2 separate regions of the Sus scrofa genome follow, and region 2 is linked to region 1. Evidence: chromatin contacts called from public Hi-C data. All regions are on one chromosome and are shown on one strand. The core of a region is the stretch at or near the end of the contact, and the rest is flanking DNA. Distances in the headings are between cores, read along the strand shown.

Evidence for each region. Hi-C and Micro-C count contacts between places; a contact is called where the count stands out from the background.
Region 2: a contact with region 1 is called in a Hi-C map of heart right ventricle, with 2.2 times the contacts expected there. The contact joins the promoter of LOC100620521 here to the promoter of BUB3 in region 1. A contact is called at or near these places in 1 of 47 Hi-C or Micro-C datasets (heart right ventricle) and 1 of 2 datasets of contacts at active chromatin or transcription factors (alveolar macrophages).

What each region holds. Positions count from the first base shown.
Region 1 is chr14:132,700,917-132,704,893 of Sscrofa11.1, reverse strand. It overlaps BUB3 (mitotic checkpoint protein BUB3), which reads right to left and starts at 1,806. Exons shown (of 8, transcript XM_005671519.3): 1 at 1,612-1,806; 2 at 975-1,169; 3 at 156-225. The coding sequence starts at 1,169.
Region 2 is chr14:132,479,884-132,484,329 of Sscrofa11.1, reverse strand. It overlaps LOC100620521, which reads right to left and starts at 2,656. Exons shown (of 6, transcript XM_003483570.4): 1 at 991-2,656; 2 at 89-292. The coding sequence starts at 1,154.

The DNA.
Region 1 (3,977 bases), core at 557-3,056:
CAAAAAGTCCTAAATTCAAGTCACTACTACTTGTATCTAAGCTACTTAGGAATTAAGCAACTCAGGAACTACTTTTCTTAAATAAACATTTATAAGCAAGCAAAGTAAGCACTAATCAAGAAAACAATAAACTGATAAAAATGTGGCTACGTTACCTTGATCGGTATTCAAATCATGCATTTTTAATTGATGGTCTAATCCCCCACTCCAGGCATGCGTTGGATCCTACAAGATAAAGTTTCAAATCATTCAAAACTTACAAAGCTATTATTATTTTTTTTGGGCCACACCAGCAGCATGTGTAAATTACCAGGCAGTGGATGGAACCCAAGCCACAGGAGCAATTGGAGGGGCTGGAGTGACAATGCCAGATCCTTAACCTGCTGTGCCACAAGGGAACTCGTAAAACTTACAGCACTTCAAAAAGTGTTTTTAAATTCCTGTTTCTACAGCCAACTATTTCCTTTACATTCAAGATGTACAACAAGCTCAACATTAATTGCAGACAGAAAAAAAAGTTCAAAAAATAGAACAAATAAGTGTTCTACACCCTATGTCATCAAATTAAGAAAGAACTGTTCACCGCAGTGACCGAGAATAAACAAGCATTCCTAGTAGTTACTAAAAAGCCTTCCCTTTAATAAGTCAGCCAAATTTTACTGTCTTCTTTTGAGTTTCAAATTCATTATGCCCAGAAAGTTTGCAGAGGTACTCCATTAGAAGCAAAGGGGAGAACGAGTTTCCGACATTTGCACGTCCCCAGCGCCAAAAAAAAAAAAAAAAAAAGAAAAGAAAGAAAAGAGAACCAAAAAAACAGTACCTGGGGCAGATGTGTGTTCGGGCAGAGGGAGTGGAGTTAGTGAAGCTGTACAAATAACTCCAACGACAAAAGCCCCTGCTCAACACTGGAAAAGGGACGCTATTAACAAAGGAATCTCATAACATAAAAAGGGGGCAGGAGCGGAGACACCTACGTAGAAGGCGCAGTCCAGGACGGCGCCCGTGTGCTGGTACTTGAGCCGCATGGAGTTGGCCGGCACATCATAGAGGCGCACGGATGTGTCCCAGGAAGAAACCAACAGGAACTGGGAGGTGTTGGGGCTGAATTTCACCGAGGAGATGCCGTCCTCGGGTGGCTGGTTCAGCTTGAACTCGTTAGAACCGGTCATCTACGGAAAAAGCGCTCAGTGAGAGTCCCCAAGAATTCGGGGCCGGGGGGCCGCACTGGCTGAAGGCCCGGTCGCGGGGGCGGGGGGAGCAGGGGGCGGGACCTGGGGAAGGCCGGCGACACCGCCTCTGCGCCTGCGCTCGGCCGGCCCGCCAGCCAGGGTCGGGCCTCACCGCCACCCACTGCCGCCCCTCTAACGCGCCCCTCTTAAGCTCACGCCACTGCACCCCAAACTCTAGCCTTCGGTCTGGCCCGCCGCGCCCCTCCCCGCCGCGGGCTCCCGCACGCCCGCCTCTCCAACAAGGCCTGCCGCCCCGAATGCTCCTACAATAAAGGAAGAGCTATACAAGCGAAACCGGTTCCCAGAGGACGGCTCCGCCAGCCCTAGGCCCCAGGAGTTTCCGGGGAGTTCACTTCTGCGCCCGGCTACCATTTCCCGCTACCTTGGGCTCCCTTCAGAAGCAACTTCGCCGCCGCTCGACACCGCGCGCCACCGCCGCCGCCGCCGAGCTTCCCTCGCCGCACTCGCGGGCCGGGCGAAGGAGGCGGAGTAGCTGCTCCAGCCTATGCCTGCCATTGGCTGATTTCAAACGCCAACGCCTCACTCTAGGCCGCCGATAGGTCCGCCGGAAGGCGGGAGTAGGTCAACCCAGTCAACCTCTTCCGGCTCAAAGGCGAACCACGGACTTTCCGATCACGTGATCTCGTTTCACCACTAGGCTGAAACAGCCACGCCGGTCCTGGACAAGTGAAAACTACAATTCCCAAAGAGCATCGCGCCAAGGCAGCGCTCACGCCCTCTCCTGTCCTTATGTGCACGCTGGGAAATGTAGTCTCCTCGGGGGCCCACGCCCTAGTAGTCTCCTGAATAGCAAGCGGGAAAGATGCTTTTTCTAGTTTGACTCTTGGCGCCCTCTCCACCTCAGTTAATTTCTCACGCGCAATAACCCCGTTTTGGTCAGTACTTTTATAGAGCTAAATTAGTCTCCCTTCCACTGGACGTACATATATGCCCATGAAGTGAACCAAAAATTGGAATGGGGAAATATTTGCTCTAATCAATTGCGTATTTTCCCTACTTTTTTCTCCTGGAATTTCCACCTATGAACCAGGGTCTCACATTTACCACTGTCGTAAGATCTGCTGACTTCAGAGAAACTCATCCTTATTTATACTCTTCTTTGTCTCTTCATTCCATCTTTCTGCAAACATTAATTGAGCACCCAGTGTGTGCCAGGCCTGGTGAGAGATTGGAAATGTGCATTAATCAGACCATTGTTTGTTCAAGGAACTCTGTCCAGGAGGTTGAACAGACTGGGGAACAAACACTCACAATGTATTAAAGCGCAAAAGCTTCTTTTAGACATATGTTCAAGTAGGGTCCTGAAATGATAGCTACAAGCTTCTCCCCATCCACCCCCCACCCCAACAACTCCCTAAACTTCCAGGTTAGGTTTGCTCTATTTTCTGTTTCTAGAATCTTCCAGAAAGAGAAGAATCAAGAAGGTTGCTTCTGTATTAAGAAATAATTTGGCCTCCCTGAAAGAAATGCAATACTTAATTTATAACTAGAAGCTGCGACTTACTCTTGAATATCAAAGGCTCACTGAAATTTTTCAATTTAATCCATGCTATAAGGTCTTTTTCACTATTTTACTATGTGATTTCGTATGAAGTGGGAGGAAATTGTTGAGCTTAAGGTGTTTACTTTCTAAGGTACCTTGGTAGAGAAAAAAGTGTTGTTGGTCCTTAAACCATTCAAATACACAGACTCAGGTGCACTTCTCTTTATGAGTCTTGACACGGTCAACACACAACAACCACCCTTCTGCCCAGTGTATTGATGATATTCCAGCCAAAAGGACAGATCTTTGCCCTCCCTCCTCACCAGTCCTCATGCTTGGTTCTCTTTCAACAACTTAATGGCTAGGTTAAGAATTTTAAAGTGCAGTGCCTTGCCTCCACTCTAATTTTGGTTAAATAATTTTATCTCCAAATAATTTTATTTGGTTCCCTCTCCCAGTTGTTTATTTAATTCTACTAGTGTTTCGAGATTCTGAGCATGAATTATCCGCTAATAAAATCTAAGTGTATTTCATTATCCAGTGTGTGTATGATTCAGGTCCCTCTGGGCATGCAGTTGCAGCCGGACTCGATTTGAGTTTTAAGAAACGTCAATCTTTTAAATCCAGTTTAGACCCTGAAAGGAGGCTGATGATTTTGCTGATTATTCAAATGAATTGATAGTCCTGAGATAGGAAATCTGGCCACAATGGAGTCTTAAACATCATTTTAAATCCAAATGCAAAGCCGTGTGTGTGTGTGTGTGTGTGTGTGTGTGTGTGTGTGTGTGTGTGTACTTAGTTACCTATAAGAACGAGAAATTCCTAGAAACTAATCACACTGTTGGTTCAACCTTCGACTGTTAATTTCTGGATTATTTTTTTAAGTGAAATATCCACCATATGACAAATTGGAAATGGGTCATCTCTAAAAAAAGGCAAAAGTCACTCTGCCATTAACTGCCTAGAGGAAACCACTTCCTACAAAAGAATTAAGACCAAGAAGCATATAACTATCCAATACCGTTAAAAAAATCGTCTCTTTAAAAAAAAAAAAAAAAAGTCGTCTGTTGAAATGCAGACAAAAATGATATGGATGAAACACTTCTATACAAGTAGTTCCTTGAAGGCAATGTGGTTATTTCTGCATGGAACATTCAAATAGTAACTTGAGAGGAAAAGAAAAATCCAAGGTGAGTCATCTGGAAAGATATAACTTCATTGAAATAAAACATGCATACCAAATA
Region 2 (4,446 bases), core at 1,407-3,906, 220 kb after region 1:
ATGTCACAAAATCAATACACATCACAAAAGCTCCAGAAAGCCAAAACACCACTTCCGAAGAACACGGGGACGTGCACACGTCACACACCTGTTATCCAGAACGTTACAAACACTCTTGCCCCTGCTGGTGCCACAGTACTCCTCTCCTAAGTACACCTCCATATTTCGTGCTGAACTTAAGACGCCAACAGAAACCATTTCTTCACCTCCACGAGGGTCACATCTCACGTGAAGGAAGCAGGGGTTTTCACCCTGGCGGTGCAAGCTCCTTTTCAAAATCACCAGATCCTGGCTGAAAACAAAATGAGGACAGCAGACTTTACCGTCAAGTTCCCTGAACAATGCTCTCAACCCACGGACTGGGCCACAGGGCTTACTGTCTCCAGTTCCCTTTACAGGTGCATTTGCAGCCCAAGGGACAAGCGCTCAGTGCAGAATGTGTAAGGAAATGACGCCTTAGCCGCCAGGGCGCTCCACTCTCCCTGCCTCTTGATCTCTCCCTTCTAAGCGACTCTCTGTAACCGCCTGTCCAGCGGCGGAAATGTATTTACGGGGCATCCACCGTGAGTGAATCAACAATTTGGAAGAGGGAGGGGGGGGAGGCACAGAATGGGACAATGGACAGAAGGGTGCCATTTTCAAAACGAAGCTGGCGGAGGTGTTCCTCAGTTGGTTTTGTTTTGTTTTCTTGCTATCGTGGTCGCCAGGAGGTGTCGGTGCGTTTCGGGAGAGAGAGGCGGTTCCGATTCTGACAAGGGGCCTCAGGAGAGGACCTGGCCGCCACCAGGGGATGTGTGCCAAACGCCCACTGGCCTGGTCACCCGCCCCGTCCTCCCGCCGCGCCGGCCCTGCCCCCTCGCCCTCGCGCCGCCCAGACCCGTCACCAGCTCGGCTCCCAGACCCCGGCCCAGACCCTCCGCCCTCCCGGCTCCCCAGCCAGGAGCGTGGCTGTCACGCAGCGCAGCCCCCGCCCCCGCCCGCGCGGCGCACCCCGTGGCAGGCGGCGCCAGCAGCTGCTCCCAGTCGGCGTCCCGGGCGCCGAGACCCGCCCGGGCGAGACGGAGGCTCTGGGCCAGGGCTCCGCAGGCGGCATCCCAGGAAGACGCCAACGTCGGGCGGCGGGTCAGCGGCGCGTCCACGGCCCCGGTCTCCATTCGGCCGCCTCCAGCCCCGAGCAGCCCCGGAACCTCCCTTCCAGTGCCCGAGTTTCCGCTTGACAGAGGGACGGTGGAGGAGCCACTTCCGACTGGTCTGGCTCCAAACCTGCGAGCCGCGGCTTCCCGCCGGGTCGGGAGACCAGCTCCTGGAGACACGCATGCGCGTACCGCCGGCTTCGGCCGCCGGGTTCAAAAGCTGCGCGAGGACGGGCTCAAGGCGGGAGCATGCGCATTGACGGCACCTCCGCCGGTACTGCGCGCAGGCGCGATGTGGCGCGCGGGAGCGGGGAGGTTTTTCGCCGTTGACCCCTGAGAAATAGGTGGTGCGGGTGTCGGTTGCTGGGGTGACCGACAGAGTTGGTCCAACGAGGGGAGTCCGTCGTGAGATAGGTGTGGAGTCGTCGCCCTCGCGACCCGAGGGACCTGCTCCATCCTCGCGCTCTCAAGGGTGGACCCCGGGCTTTCCGCGGCCGGCGGTGGCGGGCAGTGTGTGGGGAAAAGCTTTGGGGCCCAGCGAGGTCACGTGCTCAGCCGGCCCCGGCCCACCTCGGCCCGGTGTCAGGACCGCGCGGCCGGGGCGGTGGGAGGTGGAGGAAGACCCGGCTGGAAGGGGCTCGCCCCGCAGGTCTGCACTGCAGGCTCCAGGAAGAGCGGCCTCGGGTCTGCGCTGAAGGAGAATCCGAGCTGGACCCGAGGGACCTTTACAGCTTTGGGCGGCAAAGTGGGAGCAGGTGGAACCTTGCTCGGAAATAGAAGGCAGATGGTCCTTCTCGACCTCTGTCAACCCCACCTAGTGAATAAAAAGTGGAAATTTGATTAAAATAAAATTTTATGGTTAGCATTGTGGAAATTTGTACTGTCACTCAGGTATTTTTGTTGCTATTCTCTATAGAAAGTAGAAATCTTACTCTGCCTCAGGTTAATTTTTTTCTTCGTACTCTTCTGGACAAAATAATTTTTCTATTCTTTTTCTTTTCACTTGAGTTATATTAGGATATTAATGAAAATACAATGCTCTTTTGCTTTTTTTTTTTTTTTTACTTGTGCTAGAAAAAGTAGGAATGTATTTTTCTGTAAGTAATTAGCCAGGGTGTTTGTTAGATGGACTTAGCAAAATTGAAAGCTAAATCCTGCCACAGATCTGATAGGTGTAGAATTCATAAACTTAAAAGTCTCTAAGTGTAAGTGTGCTTGTTTTAATGATTGCAAAGATTAGTACACTAGACAGATTCTAAATTATCTGCAGCAGTGTATTTGTCATGTATGTCCTGCCTCTTGCAGTCCTAAGTTCACTTTGATCCGTGTTAAACTCTTTGGGCAGTCCAGGAAAACTGGGTTGTCTTGGGAGATACCAGCCTGCAGTGTAATGAGCAAGATCAGTATTATCAGCTGGATGTTGAGGTCCTTAAATAAAGCTGAAAGACTCTGTGTCAGAAAATTAAAGACTTCTGTGGTCCCCTCTTTGTTTTATTCCCAAATAGCCAATATATCATTGTCTTTTTTTTAATTAAAAAATTTTTTTTTTTTAATTTTTTAGGGCTGCACCTGTGGCATACGGAGGTTCCCAGGCTAGGATCCCAATAGGAGCTGTAGCTGCCAGCCTATGCCACAGCCACAGCAACACGGGATCCTTAACCCTCTAAGTGAGGCTGGGGATCAAACTCAAAACCTCTGGGTTCATATTTGGATTCTTTTCTGCTGTGCCATGATGGGAACCCCAACACATACATCACTATGTCTTGATTCCTACCTCATTACTCTGTTTTTTTAAAGATAGATTTACTCTTTTTCATTATCTCTACCTTTTGTCTTCACACCCAAATAATTCTAGTATTTACTGGTCTTTAGCCTTCGTTTTCTTTACCTCCATTTCATCCTCCGAATTGCCCTCTGATCCTTCTAGCATTTGCTGCTCCTGACTGAATCACCTTTACGCATTAGCATGGCATACAAAGTCTTTTGTACTCTTACTCCTGCCTGCCTCCTAGGCTCCTCTACCTTTGCATGTGCTTTCCCTCTGTCTACAATGCTTTTTATTTTGGATAGCAGAGAAAATTCTGTTTATCATTCGAAAGCAAGTTCACTGTGCTGAAGTTTTAATCACTAATTCCTCTGAGCTACACTTTTTTAGGTAATATAATTCTCCTGTGTGTGGTTTTGTTTTTTTGTTTGTTTGTTTTTGTTTTGTTTTGTTTTTGGCTTTTTACGGCCGCACTTGGGGCCTATGGAGGTTCCCAGGCTAGGGGTCGAATCGGAGCTGTAGCCACTGGCCTACGCCACAGCCACAACAATGGCAGATCTGAGCTGTGTCTGCTGCTATACCACAGCTCACAGCAGTGCCAGATACTTAAGCCACTGAGTGAGGCAGGGATCAATCCTGCATCCTCAAGGATCCTAGTCAGATTCGTTTCTGCTGAGCCACGATGGGAACTCCTTTCCCGTGGTTTGGGACTTTATAAAATAATTCTCACATCTGTGTTTTCAGTACAATTACTGAAATTATGAATTATTTTACACTTGGTAGAGGTTTTGTGAATAAGGGTTTTTTTTTTTTTTTTTTTGTATGGAATTGATAGGGGTAGGAATAGAAGTTTTTTTGAGAATTTTAATGTACCATATTACTCTTGTCATGAATTGTAAGTGTTCTCTTTTTTTTTTACTTGAAATAAAAAAGAATATTTTTGTAACCTTTCCACCAGTATCACAGTGTGATTTATTGACTTGCTTATTTTAAAGAGCAGTTTATTTATAGTGGGAATTACATAACCACCTAATCATAATTTATATATAGCACAGTAGTTCTCACACACTTTGATCATAGGACCCTTTACCCTTTTAAGATGTTGCCTACTCCAAAGAGCTTTTGTTTCTGTGGGTTTATGTTTACTGATTTAAAAAAATCAACACGTCCGTTTTCAACTCTGACATCAACAGCTTGGAATTCCTCACAGTTCTCCTTACTACAAGAAAAAAGCTGAACAGACTGGAAACCAGTGACTTAAAAGGTCCATCAGATAATTAAGGTCATAAGATGAACAGCCACACTGAAGACTCAAGAAAGAGTTGAATACAGAAAATCAGAGTTGAGATCTGCTTACAGAAACAGAATCCTCTAGAGGCTGTATTTGGTAGGAACACCTAAATGGTTGTTGGTGGATCGCTGGAGGTTGAACGTAGACTGGCTTGAGAGTTACCCTTGGGGGCCCACTTCGAGGAGGCCTCAAACTTTCATGGGTTTTACTTCCAGAAACCTCCCCTCTCCCCCTCCCTATCCTCACAGTGCAGACTG